2 separate regions of the Hordeum vulgare genome follow, and region 1 is linked to region 2. The links are chromatin contacts, called in public Hi-C maps. All regions are on one chromosome and are shown on one strand. The core of a region is the stretch at or near the end of the contact, and the rest is flanking DNA. Distances in the headings are between cores, read along the strand shown.

Region 1 (3,624 bases), core at 633-3,132, 130 kb after region 2:
AAAACCAGCTAAGATTCTTATCACCTATGACAAATTAATATTTAATAACATATGTCAGCCTTCAAAATCCAAACCCAGCTTGTGTCACCAATTAGATCTAATATTCAACAAAAAATATAATATTCAGTTCCACCCTAAATAGATTTTCTTTGTCACCTTAAAAGATGTGACCATGACTCACCTTTTTTACTCTCACCCTGTACTTTAGCCATGGCAAGAAGTTCCTTCCTATTCTTGCCATTAACATGAGACATGTCCTACAATGATGAGGTAGCATTGAATTACGTCTCAATTGTTTTCAACTCCACAAATTAACAAGTAGACAAAATGATTACCGGAAGGGGATAACAAGGTGAGTTCATATATGCAGTAGTATAATGCTCAATGCACTGTGCCTTGCTCTTGGTACCAACATGCTCCGCAACTTCAGCCCAGTTTCCCAGACCATACATTTCAATTCCCTACAATTATAAGAGTCAGAACCCACCACCCAGAAAGTGAACAGAAAAGATGGGTACTGAAAATACCTCTAGAAGAAGGATTTCCTCATCCGCATTCCAATCTGGACAAATGAGAGGAAAAGATAGGTTGTCCTGTTGCAAAATTTTAGTTAAGTTAAAGAATGCAACAGACATGACAAGCACTGACAATACAAAATACTTGAAGTGCTAAGGTGGAAGGTGGTTTCTTTTTTCCTCCTCTTTTTTTTATGAGAACTCTCCTCGAGATGATCTGGGTGTGCATGCATTAAGCCCCATATAGCCAGTTGCAATCAAGATGGTTGAGTAGGGAACCGTGTAGAACCAAACATATGATCTGAGTTCACACATCAGCTGATGACTTACACTTGTAAGTGTATTCAGGTTAAGAAGGATGAAGCCTGAATTGACGGGAACACACTAATACAGTGGTTCTGTGGGTTAATTCAACCTTGGAGTGTTACATTGCATCTTTTGGGTTTCCCGCCTTTTTGACCAAGTATCAATCAGCTCAGACTTACTATTCGATGTGACATGTAGGATGCTAGGACAGATTTGAAGAACCATGCTATACCAGCACATGTACTAACAGCCTGTTGAGTTCACTGCAGTTCAGTTGTGGTAACTCCACTGTTCTATAACACTAGTATTAACATCTGTTACTGCAGCTTCTGGACACTAGTTAGTCAGCTAAGCATGCATTTGTACACAATTAAGCTAAGTGAGCATAGGGCACTGACCATGACCCTGTAGGGGTGGTTGCTCCGATGCGGCTGGACCTCAGCTCCAACGGAGAAGCACTCGACGCAGAGGTCAAAGTCGGGGCACTTGGAGCACTTGAACCGGATCTTCCCGGACAGGTCCTTGTTGCAGTAGTTGCAGTGGTAGAGCGCCTTCTTCCCGTCGCCGGCTCCCCCGCACGCGGCGGAGAGCGAGTCGGACGCATCCCCGGTCGAGGCGACCCTCCTCCGCTTCGACCTGCAGCGAACGGAGACAACGCATTACAGCCATTCGCCCGCAGGCAGGCAAGCAAGCAAGAGCGAAATGCGAAGCGGCGGGCGGAGGGGGCCGAGCGGGACCTGTGGTTGGTATCGTCGTCGCCGGAATTGGGCACCCCGCGGGACCGGCCCATCGCGGACCAAACCCTAGCGCAAACCCCTCGAAACCCTAACCCTAGCTCGCTCGCGCGGGGATCCGCTACCACGCCGCGGCCGGCCGCATCGAGCTGAATCCAGCTGGGTGGGGGGGTGATCCGGGGATTAGGAGGACCGGGGGCGCCGGGGGATCGGCGCCGCGGCGGGGGTCGGGATTTGGCTGGGGCGGGGAGTCGGGGGGAAGACGACCACCATGGGCGACCGCGACGCAGCTACAGATCAGAGCCAGTAGTAGAGTCGGACTAGTATACTGCCGGCGCCAAATCTGGGCCGTCTGTCTGGTGTATCGGACGGCTGACGTCCCTCCGTGGACAAATCTGGGGGATATCTCTTGCAGCCGCTCTGAATCTTCGGGCTAGAGCTGTTCTAATTAAGACGGGGAGTTTTCGGTGCAGAAATCTGGTCATTAGTTTTTTTTCAAATAACTAAGCCAAAAGTTTTGCCTGTCGTACTAATTCAAAAGAGTTTTACTAAGGAATAAAACATTCGGTCGCGTATATGGTTTACTCTCATGTCATTATAACACACACAAACGTCTAGAGCAACTCCAACGCGTCGACTCATTTCTTCCGTGCGTGTTCGTTTGGGACGCAACGAACAGAAAAATCAGCCTAACGCGTTAATTCAAACGGACGCGCGTTCATTTTTCGTCCGCTCGCGGCCTATTCTGGACACAAATTTGGGCGTCAATTACGTTGTCGTGGACACGGGGCGGACACGTGTCTCGCGTGCGTTCTCCTTCCCTCGCCCGCAACGCGGCATCATTGTCTTTCCTTCTTATCCCCTCCCCCTCCACCCACCCGTCGTCCGCAAGCACACAAACCCTAGACCGACGACCCCATTTTCCCCGGCCACCCTAGCTCTGTAGCACCAAATCCACCGGTGGGGTACCTCCTTTATCCCAGTGCGGGAGGCCTATTGATGGATCTGCGGCGGTAAAACAGGCCCGTTTGAGTTGCTCTTAGCGTCCGTTAGCACCCACAGCGGGCCTGCTTTTTAATCTTACTAACAACGACAGTTGATAACATGGAGACATACCTTGATACCTAAAAACTATCGCAGCGTGCTCATTCTAAATCTTCCACAAAACAAGCATGGGGAAGAGAAGCAAATCCCTTTTCTTGTGCCACCGATGTCATTTTGTTCGTTGAAGTTGGTCATGGAGCACCACCAATCCGTGGTGAGAAGTTGTCTCAATCTTCGGTGTGCAAAACCACCATCCCGGGGCAAAACTTTATCTACTCCTACATACCCCTGGCATATCTACATTTGAAAAGCGTGTCTGTAACATTTTTCGATTCTTGTTCGCACAATTGACATAGACTACAACTAGGCAAACCACACCGTTGAAGACAATCCATTGTCCAACCCTGTCGTGAAGGATGAGCCAAGAAAATAATTTATGCTTGGGCGGATTCCAATTTGCCGAAACAGCAGGCTTCAAAATGAAAACATTCAAATCTCCGAGTTGTGCCTTGTATGTCGTGGAGGCCAAGTAGGTGTTAGAGCATCTCTAGTTGCACCCCCAACAGGCACTTCCTCGACCTTTTTTCGCTCAGGGAGGGTGGGACGGCCCAGCCGCGCCCCAAGAAGGCCGTTTTTCGCCTGCTCGGGCCGAAACTCGCCCTGACGGTCCTAACCCGAACCCAGCGCGCTAGGGGGCGCCCGCGGAAGGAAAACGACGCGTCGGGCCCCTTGTCAGGCAAAAAAAGCATTTTCTTCTCCGAAACCGCCCCTCGCACACCACAACTTCTGCCGCTGTGCCGATTCCGGCGCCGCCCCATCTGCCTACCATCGATTCAAAGGCTATCTCCCCGTCGGCTTCGCCGCGTTTTGCCCCTCCCCCTGCCCCGCTTCTTAGTGAGTCCCGACGCACCGGGCAGGTCCGTGGCCGCGCGGACACCACGCCGCCAGGTGTTCGTCGATTTGCCTGGCCTATGGACTCCGACGACAACGAGGAGTTCGCGGCGCTACCAGGGGAGGAAGCTGAT
Region 2 (3,122 bases), core at 357-2,856:
TGCCTCCTCTCCCTGCTGGAAGCCGACACCGAGAAGTTCGTCCGGGATCACGCCTTGGCCGAAACCTGGGAGGTTCAGCAGAAGGACGCGCCGAGCCTGCTGGTGGACTACCAGGACAGCGTTTTTCAGGTGAAGCTGGAGGAGGAGCAGGTCAGGGCGTGCGAGGCGTCGTTGCAGCACCAGACGACGTCCCTGGACGAGATGAAGTCGAAGCTGAGCCAGGCGATGCGGGACCTCGGCGAGCTTCTGGTTGCCAGAGGCTTGGACGCGTCCATGCCGCACGTCTCCGACAAGGTGAAGGGGGACCTCGACGCCATCGAGGTCCATGTCGCCGAGGCCAGGCAGCTGTTGCTCGTCGACGACCAGACCGATTTGTGAACCGAAAAAGCAAACCGATTATCAGTTATCACCATTGACAGACAGACAGGCTGGTCTGTCTTCGCCTTCATTTGTACAAATTCTTTGTAGCACACCGTTGGTTCTCGCGTGCTGTAGGTTGGATGGATGTAAGTCCTGAAGTGGACTGGAATAACTGTTCTGTGCGTCCTCCCGTTCTTCTTGTGGTCTGGTATACAAGCTTCTACCAGCTTCTATGCAACTTCAGACCCACTTTCTTCTGGTCTGCACTTCGCCATGCAGGACGGCAATGATTGATCGGTCGCAATGTTGATTTCAAGAGGGCTTTGACTTTTTAAAACAAATAAATAGTACTATCGTACAATCTATCGCAGTCGGCGTGTTTGCGTGTGTATGTGAAGAAAAGAATGCCGATGTTTCAGCCCGTCGCGGGAGGTCGCAGGCCGAGAAACTCGTTTTTCATTACAGTACACATTTGTTTTAAGTTGGCTGTGCCGTGGCGGTTAAGAAAGTGTATTTTGCACTCCATGCTGCCGCCAGGTCGTTTGGATTGCTTCTGGAAGCTCGTTGAGCTATTTTTGTCTCTTCGGGGTTGCTTCGTTGCCTCTTTGTTCCACTTGTTTTGGTTGGACTGCTCCGCTCGGCTATCTGGTCATTGTTTTCCTGAAATCTACTTTTGCCTCTTGGCTCCACTGATGGGTCAGCCGCTCCACGAATCCAAAAAAAAAAAAAAAAACCTAAAATAATCTCTCTCTCCGTTCGTCATCACCATTTTATAAGGAAGAGCAGCTGATAATAATAGGGATCCCACAGTTATACTACTATCAAATCAATCACACGTAAGACGCCTACCAACGACCGAGGCTGCCTGCCTCGTCACATCCACACACACCCATGTGGCGTGTGCGGTGTGTTCTCTGATGCTCTCCTCCTCGGCCAAAACCCACACGGGCGCCTAGCCGAAAAGCGCCGCCGGACGGAAAAATCTCCCGGAACTCCACTCCACAGTCCACACACCGGCGGCTGTTCCCGTCGACCTCTCTCTGTCTTATCGCATCGCGTCGCAAAGGTGTGGCGCGGCCGATCGACCGTCGCGGTCTCGCACCCCTTTTCGCGCGGTTGCGTCCCGGCATTCTGGCAGCAAATCCGCCACAATAATAACCAGCAGGGAATTACTTTTCAATTTTTTTTATCATAATACAAACGCAAGTGCGCATATATTTATGTTCACGAACGTACATACGTATACTTTATCCTCATAAGCACATTCAAAAAACTGAACTGACATATCATTTTAAAATTTACGAAATCATCGCAGACGTCTCATCGTCGACGAAAACGTTTCTTTCCATTAAATATGCATAGCTGAAAATCCTGAAATAAATGCGAGCATCAGGATTTAAATTGTAATAGACTGAGATACCTTAATCCTTCTAACTATTCAATCACAAAGGTTGGTTCGAAAAAAAAAAGTGAAGTGTAACCTTTCAAAACAAGAAAAAAAAAAGTATGGTTAACCTTTCAAAAGAGAAAAACAGCATCCTCAAAAAAAAAAAAAACAGTGGGGAATAAATAGCAGGGAAACATAACTGCAGGCCGCGTGTGGGGCAGTAGAAAACTGCGGTTTGATTTTTTCTCCTGACCCCGGCGCTACACGCCACGCCACGCCATCGTCGCCGCCTCCGCATCGCGCCCCGCACCCCGCACCAACCGCCCTCCTCTACATAACCGATCCGACAACCGCGCGGCCGCCCACGGTGGATTCCCGGACCGGCATAGCGCGTTGAGGGTCGGGGGCGGGGAGCGGCAGATGCGGGACGGCGGCGGCTCCGGCCGGGAAGGCGGGGAGGCGGGGCGAGAGAGGGAGCGGGAGGTTGGGCCGCGGCCGGGGTGCGGGGGCGAGGCGGCGGGGCAGGCGGCGGCGGACTGCGCGGCGGTGTGCTGCTGCTGCCCCATGGCGGTGCTGGAGCTGGTGCTGCTCGTGGCGGTGCGCCTGCCGGCCGACCTCGTCCGCCGGGCCAGGCTGAGGCGGCGCCGGCGCCGGGGCCTGCGGCGCGGCGGCAGGGGCTCGGCGTCGCAGTCGGGCAGCACCAAGGCCATGTTCGCGGCCGCGGACGCGCTGGAGGCGGACGAGGCGCAGGCGGAGGTGGAGCGCGAGGAGGCGGCGGCCGAGGCCGCGTCCGAGTTCGAGCGCGAGATCATGGGGTCCCGCCTCTACGGCGCCGGCTTCTGGCGCTCCAACTCCTCCCGCTCCAGCTCTCGCGCCTCCTCCGCGCGCCGCTAGCCAACGTCGACCGCCAACGTCGATCGGCGTACTCTTCTTCTTCTCCGTCGCGTCGAGTGCGTGTGCTCCCTTCCCTGTGCCCGCTGTCGCGTTGTGCTGCGTCACTGCGTGCGCGTGGAAAGATTTGCCCCGTCTCGTCTCGTCTCGTCTCGTCAGGTGTGCGTGTGTTAGTTTAGTTTGGGTTTAGGTTAGCATCCTGGTACAGCAAGCGATCGCGCACACGTGCGTGCGTGCGATCTTGGCTGGCTATGTTGTGTCGCTGCTGCCTGAGGATGGATGGATGGATGGACCAGTGGAATTGCTTGGCTTGGATTTGGAGAGAGGAAATGTGGTCCTCCTCAACTGCTCATCGTCGAGCAGCGTATGCTGTTGCTGCTGCCACCTGTGGAGCTCGAATTGCTTGCATTGCATTTGCATGGCGTGGTCAAACAACCTAGTAGTAGCAGTGATATTAATATATTAGAGCTGGCAAATCTTTTCA

What was found. Hi-C and Micro-C count contacts between places; a contact is called where the count stands out from the background.
Region 1: a contact with region 2 is called in a Hi-C map of seedling, with 2.8 times the contacts expected there. The contact joins the promoter of LOC123452255 here to the promoter of LOC123452254 in region 2. A contact is called at or near these places in 3 of 6 Hi-C or Micro-C datasets (leaf and seedling).

The regions. Positions count from the first base shown.
Region 1 is chr5H:527,468,684-527,472,307 of MorexV3_pseudomolecules_assembly, forward strand. LOC123452255 (transcriptional adapter ADA2) reads right to left here and starts at 1,883. Exons shown (of 12, transcript XM_045128884.1): 1 at 1,559-1,883; 2 at 1,220-1,457; 3 at 528-593; 4 at 336-461; 5 at 182-257. The coding sequence starts at 1,611.
Region 2 is chr5H:527,334,673-527,337,794 of MorexV3_pseudomolecules_assembly, forward strand. It overlaps LOC123452254, which reads left to right and starts at 1,607. Exons shown (of 1, transcript XM_045128883.1): 1 at 1,607-3,122. The coding sequence starts at 2,168. The coding sequence ends at 2,641. It overlaps LOC123452252 (kinesin-like protein KIN-12G), which reads left to right. Exons shown (of 21, transcript XM_045128879.1): 21 at 1-718. The coding sequence ends at 378. All of the region lies in intron 3 of LOC123452253 (protein STRICTOSIDINE SYNTHASE-LIKE 3-like), which reads right to left.